2 separate regions of the Gossypium hirsutum genome follow, and region 2 is linked to region 1. A link is a contact called in public Hi-C data. All regions are on one chromosome and are shown on one strand. Each heading gives the region's core, a stretch centred on a gene start, on an enhancer-like site or on the middle of the called end of the contact. The rest is flanking DNA. Distances are from core to core; before and after follow the strand shown. Region 1 holds the start of LOC107913402 (zinc-finger homeodomain protein 2). Region 2 has its middle 57 kb from the start of LOC121223835.

Region 1 (4,482 bases), core at 881-3,380:
AGAATACTAATGAAAGAGCAAATATATTACTAATTAAAAGAAATTTTCAGAAAAAAAAAAGAAGAAGCAGGAAGATCCCCTTCTGTACTCAAAGAAAGACTGAAAAAGTAAATGCATTACCGGGAAATATATATATATAAACAAAACAAAAGGGGGATTGCAATTGGTAACAGAAAGTAGCCCATCTGATCAGAAAACTTTGTTTGATTGAACTTAGAAACGTACCAATGCAAACAAAAACAGCACGAAAAGGAAGTGAAAACAAAACAAGTGTGCAACAAGGAAAGCAAAGTGCATTTGGGTGGAGGAAAGAAGGATCAAAAAGTGCATTCATTGATGATGCCATGCCATTATATGTTTCAAACTCAAGCTCAAACCCCCTCATTTCCCCTTCCTTCCTCTCACTTTTTCCCAAGCACATATATCAATGTTAGCGCGGCATGAAGATTTCCCTAAACAAAAAAGTTTGATTAGAAGCAAAAGATCTCATGCAAAGGACCATTAACTCTGAAATTGCAGATAAACTCACGTACAAAGGATATGTTCAATATATCATACAAGGAAAATCATGGTTAATCCAATTCCTTGCTTCTTATCTCGGTTAATTACACAAAGAAGATCTTACTCGTGAGAAGCTCATAATCCATCCCCATGCTCATAAACCTGTTAAAGCTCTTCCATGTTCACGCCTCTTGCATTGTATTGCATTGCATGTCTCCACTTTGCCTCAATGCACCATTATCTAAACCCATTTTCACATTAAAATAGAGCTTTGATATGCAACAAAATCAAAGATATTAGAACTAAAAAATCTTCATCTCATTAGAGCTAAAATTAAGTAGCCATTAACATTATGTAACAATATTAATATTAGTAACCTACCCTTCAACATCATAATAACTACAAAAGTACCAAATGTTAACCCGCCCCCACCCCCAAAGTAACCCTAAAAAATCTAACTAAAATCCCCCCAAGTTTTTCTTTTCTCATTTTTGTTTTCCACTCACTCTAAACCGTGAAGAAGGTGTTTCTAGGGTTTCTTACCAAGAGTGTTCTTGTTATTATGCATCCAAACTTTGAAGACATGCCTTTTGACCCCAGTTTCGTTGCAGAACTGTTGAACAATCGCTTCATCTTGTTTCTGAATCCGCCACCCTAACCTCTCAGCCAAAGCCAACATCTTCTCCTTTTGTTCCTGCGTGAACTTTGTTCGAAACCTCTTCCTCGAACTCCCTTGATTCGAAACATCATCTTGATCTTCCCTGCTGTGTCCTCCGACGCCTCCTGATATCGATGGTAGGGCTAACGGCCTTTGCTGTCCAGCCATGTGGAGGCACCCCGTTGGGGGTCTAAAGTAAGGAGTGAATTGCGGTGGTTGGTGGTGGGGGTGGTGGAAGTAGAGGTCCGTCATGGGGACGGAGTGTGGGGAACCCAGCTCCGTTTCCTTACGGTGGAAGTTCCGGTGGCAGTTACAAGCTGCGCATTTGAGAGCATCGAGGGTACCTTCGGTTCCAGCTGGCATGAACTCACCGCAACCGTCGACGGCGTGACCGCCGATTCCCACCGCGTGGTTCTTCAAGCACTCTCTATACCTTGGTTTCCTCTGCTGCTGTTGCTGCTGCTGACCCGTTGGAGTTATCGAACCCGGTTCGACACCTGACATTTTGACTCGAGATGAGTTTGCAAGCGGGTCATAACTCGGTGCCAAACCCATCTCTTCTTCTTGCTCCTCTTGATCCTCAAACTCCATTTCTCCCACCAAAGACAAAAATTTACCCCCCGCAAAAAAGAGATTTTTATAAAAAGAAAAAGCGCCCTTTTCTTCACTAATAGAGACGAAAAAAAAGATAAGAGGAGCAAGACAGTGTGACCATAATTTTTTTTTCCCCTTGAACCTGTCTTTTTATCTGCAAAAGAAGCAGTTTTCTTCTCTCTTTTCTTTTCTTTTTTTTTTTACCAAGGATCCTTCTTGATCACTCTCCCGTTCCAAAACAAATATCTGTTAACTCCTCATCTCATTTATTTATGTGTTGATTTGTTTTTTGTTTTTTTTTTACTGAACTGTAAAATACATTGGGCTGGTTTATAAGAATTAGAGAGGGTACAGTGAAGATAGCAGGGCTGGGGTTTGTCCACTGTTGGGTACAGTCTGCAAAGCGGACAAAATAAAGGAATCCAACGCTTCACGCGCCAACCACGCTCTTCTCTCAACACTGAAACTTACGTTATTTATTTTGGATTGGAATGGGACCCTTTCAGATGGTGTTGTACTCTCGCGTAATCTCGTTACGGAAAGGTGGGACATGAAAGTGAGGTCAGGTGGCGCGTGAGGCGGCGCGTAAAGAGATAGTACGGGGGTTGCAGAAGATGGGGGACACGGAATTACTTGGGGAAGCAATAAATTGTCGGTATTAAAAGCGAAGCTTGGGCACGACGTCTTACGTGTGTGCCAAAGTTTCCGACATAAGTGGTGACGCGGTGTTGGCGTCAACATGTAATTAATTTTCCCGCTAGGTTCTGTAAGAGAGAGAGAAAATTAAGGACAGAGAGGGCAATAGTAGGAGCTTAAATATGGTTATTAATACTCTCCTCTGATTCGCGTGCAAGGAACGTGCTAGTAACTCATTAGTGCGGCGGTTTGTGTTTCGAGGTCAAGTGTCTTTGCCAAACCCAAACCATGCAGGCATGGCATGCACACAATAGGGTGATTGGGGGAGATGTTCTTTTTCTGACTATTGCTTTTTCTTTCCACAAAATTTCAAATAGAAATAGTGTTAGTAAAAAGCCGATTAGAAAATTTTCGGTCCAGAATTTAATTTGAATATAAAATCATAAGAAATCTACTGCTTTTCTATTGGTTCAAAATAGCCTAATGTGTACATATATATTGAGAATTCGGGATAAAAATCAAGAGGCCACAAGCTGTTTGACATTAATAATTAATGATTCCCCTTCCAATTCCACCCAAAATTAATGTCATATATATATTTAAAAATATAGATATTATCTTTAAAAGATATAGAAATTAAATAAAAAATTGAAAATGTTCCACTTGTTAAACATTGATTTATAGTTAATTTATCCTATTTCAACATTTTCATTTTTATTTAATTTCTATATCTTTAAAGATAATATCTATGTTTTTAAATTTCAATTAAATGATTTATAGTTAATCATCCATTAATTTAACTTAAATAAATTTCTATTTATTTAATATAGCTTTTATATTATCTAGGTTAGTTTTTATTTTAATAATTAAATATTACCCATACTTAGTTTTTAAGTTAATTTTATGTTTAAAAATACATATTTTCTTAATTAAACATAAATTTAAAATTTAAATAAATATAAATTTAAGTTGTTAATTTATCGATTTTATCGAATTAAATTTATGAAAAGATTATTAGAGATTATATTAATATTTTTACTAAAAGTGGTTCGAATCTTAGTAAATGTACTTAGACATTAATAAGCAAAAACCTTTTAAGTATAAAAATACGTAAGTGCTTTTATTTTTATTTTTTTAATTTTTAAAATTTTTTGATAGAATTAATGTTAGGAAAAATAACTCTAGGACTTGTTCAAGTTAAATATTTACATCCAAGTATTTTTTTAGCATTTTCCATAAATATTTACATACGCCCATCAATATTTTAAATAATAAGGTGTGATAATAATAAATACTAAGTTATAATTTTAATTAGGTAATCAAAATTTAAATAAAAACTAATTAAATAAATTTTCTCTTTAATTTAACTTAAATATTTATTTATATATTATCTATAATATTATATATTTTAAAATTTGATTCTAACATAAATATTTAAAAAATAATAATTATCACATTTTAAGACAATGTCCATATATATATGCATTTTATTATAACAATTTTTTTAAAGAATTTACTTGTAATGTTTTGAAGTCCACAATCTCGATCTGCATCGTCCATTGTTGAACCTACACCATTTCAGAGTATGAACTTCTCCTCGTTAATGATCGCTTCCTCACCATTTAGATTGTTTAGATCAAACCTCGAACCCTTCAAGATATGGAACCCGAAATCTTGACTTTTCACTACTCTTTGCTTTGATTTTCTGTTTCTTTCAATTTGAAACTTTGATATTTTATTATTGGTTTAGTTGATGAATCCGCAGGTCTTGAATAGGTTTGTGAGGGTCGATTTTGGAGTGATGATGATGATCGAGTTAATTGGTTGATGGGTTTCAAACTTTCGATGAAGGCGTGGTGATGGAAGGATAATACTTTTGGGGATCTAATGCCCTTAGTGTGGTATTTCGTCTAAGCTACTTGTATTTTTCAAACAATTGGTCTAATAAAATATCTATTAATTATGTTAATACCCTTTATACAGTGTCCTCAATATTTTTGCATGCAAAGAAAAATGAAAGCAAATATTAACTCGTTAGGTATCTAACATTTAACTAATACTAAGTGATATTATGTGGTCGGATAGTAATACGG
Region 2 (4,577 bases), core at 2,070-4,569, 110 kb after region 1:
CACGTACCTGAAATTTAAGACTTCGACAGCCTTGCGATCTGAAAAGTCCAACTTGAATTAACGGCCGCAACCGTGTGGGCCATTAAAATCCGATCACTATCTCCCTTGACGAAATCCAACTAGCTTTTTCCAATTGAACACGCCAATTTGGTCGCAAGATTTTGAATACAGCATCGTCGACTCAACTTCCCAACTGTACGCCAAACGATTCCAACCCAACGCGCGCTTTTTGAATTGGATTCGGATCAACTTTGAGGGATGAATTTGTACTATCTCATATATCAGAGAGATAGCTAATACCGAATTACAAAGTATTTAGTGTGGATTCATATCTCACGATTACTTTGTCGAAGTGATAACCAGGTTAAGGCTAAAAAGGATTTAGTTAATTATGAAAAAAAATCATACTTTGAAAGTGGTTTTGTGGAATTGTGGAAGATGGAAAGGGAAAGTGCATTGGAAGGTAATTAAACCAAAAAGTTAAAAGTTAAAGGAAAAAAAGAGAGAGAATGAAACAACAATATAGAAAAGTGACGCTGGAAGGGAATGAAAAATAAGAAATTTTATTGAATGCCAAAGGTAAAAGTGTGTCCAATTGGATGTAGCAACTAGGTATTTATACACACTTTTAGCACTAAAATTTAACTAGATTTTTCCTAAGTATTATCACTAAATAATCCTAAATATTATCACTAAATAATTTTAAATATTATCACTAAATAATTCAAAATTTAAAAATCAAATTTAAACTAGAGATTAAATTTAAACTAATTACAGAGTTGTAACAATATAAAAAATCCTTCAATTTTTATCCAGTCATCTTTGAATCTTCAATCTTTCAATCAAGTTCTCCTCTTTGCTTTTTATTCCAATTTAGCCCTTTTTTGTAAGAGATTGAATTCAGCACACCAACTTCATTCTTGATAAGAAAATTCCAAATTTAATAGAATTTTATTCGATAATTAGCCAAAAATAAATATATTAAAATTACGAATTTATTTTGCTATCATAGACAAATCAAGATTATCAAATTAATACAACTTGGTAATTATGCAAGCAAATTAAGAAAAACACAAAATTGAATAACTAACTAACGAGGATCGAAGCAATTGAAGAGAAAATAGATTAATTAACTAAGAAATATGATTCATCATTGTTCCAAGAAAATAGAGTTTAATTCATAATGAGTTGAGAAAACAACACAAAAAAAAATCACAACTTGCATTAATAAAAAGTAAAAAGAAAATAATCTAGAGAAAAAGATAGTTAAAGAATTGATGCCAAGCTCTTTAGATCTCTTTTTCTACTTGTGTTTGTGTGATAGAGTCTTTCTTTTAGCCTCAAAGTGATTTCCTACTCTTTTCCTCTTTTTTATTATTTATTTATTTCACTGCCCTTGTTTTTAGGGTTTCTTCATGTGCCACTTCTCCACAAGCAGAACTTGCAGTGAAGCAAATTGCTTGCTTCCAAATTATCTGACTTGAAGAATATACTCCACCGTATTGAATTAAATCCGATAAAGTGAAAGACTTCTCTTCACCACATTTTGTTATATGCCCTAAGTTTTTCATTCTTCATCTTATACCTACAATAGGAAAAATAAAATAACAAATAAGTCTGAATTAACTCTAAAAAATTTAAAATTGAATAGAATTCATATAAGATATAATTAATATGAAAACTATAAAATGCAATAAAAACTATTCTAAATACTAAAAGTACATGAAAACCATATTACAATAACTTTTAAATATGAAAGTAATCACATAATAAAAATGTTGATTAAATTAAAAAAAAAGGAAATATCCATTATTTCTATTTTTTAAAATCTATTATATTTATGTAAAAATCGAGATCTCAATATCAAATTTTTTATGCTAAATTATGCTATTAGCTCCGTATTTTATAAAAGTTATGGATTATGGATTTAATCCTTGAACTTTAATTTGGTTGTTTTTAGTAATTGTATTTTTTAAATTTTAAAATTTCAATCCTTATTAAATAATAACTGTTAAATTTGTTCAGGTCTATTATATTCAAAATCTGATACGACAAACAAATGATCATATGTGAAATGTTATACCAGCTTGTTATTTTTATATTTTACTTACTAAAACTTCAGTTAATTGATTAACGAATATCATTTGCTTCAAAATTGAAATTTCAAAATTTGAAAAGCATAGGTACTTAGAATGATCTAACTTGAGGATATGAATTAAATCTATAAATGTAAGCATAGTTCATAACTAGTAATTAAATTTAATTAAATAAATTTAACTATTACTATTTAGATCAAAATTGAAATTTCAAAAATATAAAAAGTAAAATTAACCAATAGACTAAATTTAGTAAGACCAAAATGCACAAAAAAAAAACCACAACTTTCGTAATAATACATAAAAAAAATACTAAAATTAACTTTTTTAACATCAAAATTTATTTTTGCAGCAATTTGGAATGGAGAAATTGAGCAGAGGGGAAAGGGAGGCCACATTAAGGATAATCCATTAACTGTCGGTTGTCGTTTCATACATAATACCATCCCAAAATTTTATGCTACAACTAATAGTTGGGAAACGGAATTTTAAGACTTGACCTCACCTGTCTCTTTATCTCTTAATGCCCCTCCTTGTACTTTCTTATGTCTTTTCCTTCTTAAATTTTTTGATATTCTATAATAATGAGTTTTTATTAAATCTAAAATAGGTTAAGGTCTAATCTCTAGTTAAGAAGTAAAACCTTTTTTTCTTATTCATAATATTTCAATCCAAAATTTTATTTTAAAAATATAAAATTGATTCAACATGCATGCATTTGCTTCCTTATAATGGTATACCAACAAGTTTTAGAACGAAGAAAATATAAGCATTCAGTTCATAGTCAACATAAATTTAGGCTGTCAACTGAATTTCTTCTCCAAGTTTTAAAAAAAATGAAGTGATAATAATGTTGATTATTCTCTTTTAACAGTACTCTCTTTAAAGCTAGACCAGTCCAGTAGTAATGGATAGCAACCTCGGAAGTAGGGATTAAATAGTAAGTCAAAGGCTGGAACTTGGTGATTTTTAGAGGGTAATTAACTTAACTCCTGTGTCTGCAACATTGGTTCCAGAAAGTTAAAACGCCAATGGTTAATGGTTTTATGAGAATCTGATCATCTTCATTCAAAACCGTTTTGTTAATCAGATATACCCTCAGAATTATACAATTAATGCAGAAAACGCCGCAAGAAATTTGACTTCGCAAGCTTTAAATCGGCCCCACTTATTAAGTACGGTGTTTGTGGCTTTGTTGGCCTCTCTTTTATACGGGTCCTTGGTCCTCTCTTCCTCTTTATAAAATGATTTTATTTGATAAATAATAAAAACGCTATTGACAAACTAGAAAAGATTGGGATGGGGAGATTTTCCATGTGATCCCCAAAAACAGCCAACAAGGGCAAGGAAAGACGTCTGAGGGAACATCCTCACAATGCAGAGACAAAGACTGTACAATTCCAGAAAATAAAAGAAAACAATACAAATAAAAAAGCCAACGACAAACACTTGTTCTATCCAATAAAAGAAAATCTTGGAAATATACGCAACATATATTATACAATAATGTCAGCTGGAGGAAAACCGCTAAGCCAATACAGTCACAAATAGAGGCAGATTTTCATGGTTTATATATATATATATATTAGTCTTCTCCTTTAGAGCAGTTTGACATATCCCATTTTCCTGCTCCCACACGTTTCCCCTCTCTCCATCTCTGTTTCTCTGTCTAAGGCCAACCAAATTCACCAAAACCCAAAAAGGTAAAACAAAACTCTGTAATATAAAAGCTACTGCAAAAATTATACACTGTACTCTTAATCTGTATGAACGGGACGGGAAGCTAGATTTCAACGAAAAATAGAAATAATAAAGAAATGTTTTTTTCTTTCTCACAGAGGGAGAGTTGGGGAAAGAGGGAATTGCGGGGAAAAGGAGCATGGATTGTGACGGCACAAGACAAAAGAGTGGGACAACCCTTGATTTCCATTTTCCATGTTCTTTGCCTCTGTCACCTGCCTTTCTTTTTCTTTTATACCAAAAGAAAAAAAACGACAATGGCCTTCAGCTTTGCTTCTTGTGACACCACCATTTGACACCCAACATAATATGAACAAACAGTTACAAAGAAAGACAGAAAAAATCATCTCATTTGGTTCTGTAATTGAATATCATTCAAATTACATATGCTTTATCAGTGTTTATGTAACATAATATTATTCCATGTTCAAATTTAGGTGAAAAGCTTTGAAGAATGAATCAATGACTGGTGCAAAGCTAGTCATAGTTGCCTTGGGTTGTGCCTGCCAATTGACACGGTAAGCCGCATCACCATTGCCTTGGTTGACATTTGGTACAGCCTGCAGGGCTAAAGGAAACCTTTTTCCTTTTTTATTTTTAATCTTTCCTGCAACTTAGGCTGGATTTAACTGATAGTGATATCATTGTTTGAATTTATAAAACTATCATTCATAATTTCATCTCTTTATAAATTTATACTAACAGATTATCAAACCATAGAGCGAGCAAACAATTGCTAGC

What was found. Hi-C and Micro-C count contacts between places; a contact is called where the count stands out from the background.
Region 2: a Hi-C map of leaf shows a contact between it and region 1, with 2.0 times the contacts expected there. The contact joins the enhancer-like site here to the promoter of LOC107913402 in region 1. A contact is called at or near these places in 8 of 34 Hi-C or Micro-C datasets (callus, leaf, petal and 1 more).

Annotation. Positions count from the first base shown.
Region 1 is chrD11:32,374,393-32,378,874 of Gossypium_hirsutum_v2.1, forward strand. It overlaps LOC107913402 (zinc-finger homeodomain protein 2), which reads right to left and starts at 2,131. Exons shown (of 2, transcript XM_016841974.2): 1 at 1,045-2,131; 2 at 487-742. The coding sequence starts at 1,750. The coding sequence ends at 684.
Region 2 is chrD11:32,482,077-32,486,653 of Gossypium_hirsutum_v2.1, forward strand. No RefSeq gene overlaps it. Among protein-coding and RNA genes, the nearest start is that of LOC121223835, 57 kb to the left of the region's middle. Within about 2 kb of position 3,320, at least 5 of the 9 cell types and tissues checked have an H3K27ac peak or open chromatin away from gene starts, as enhancers often do. A contact at or near this core is called in leaf, where this site is marked.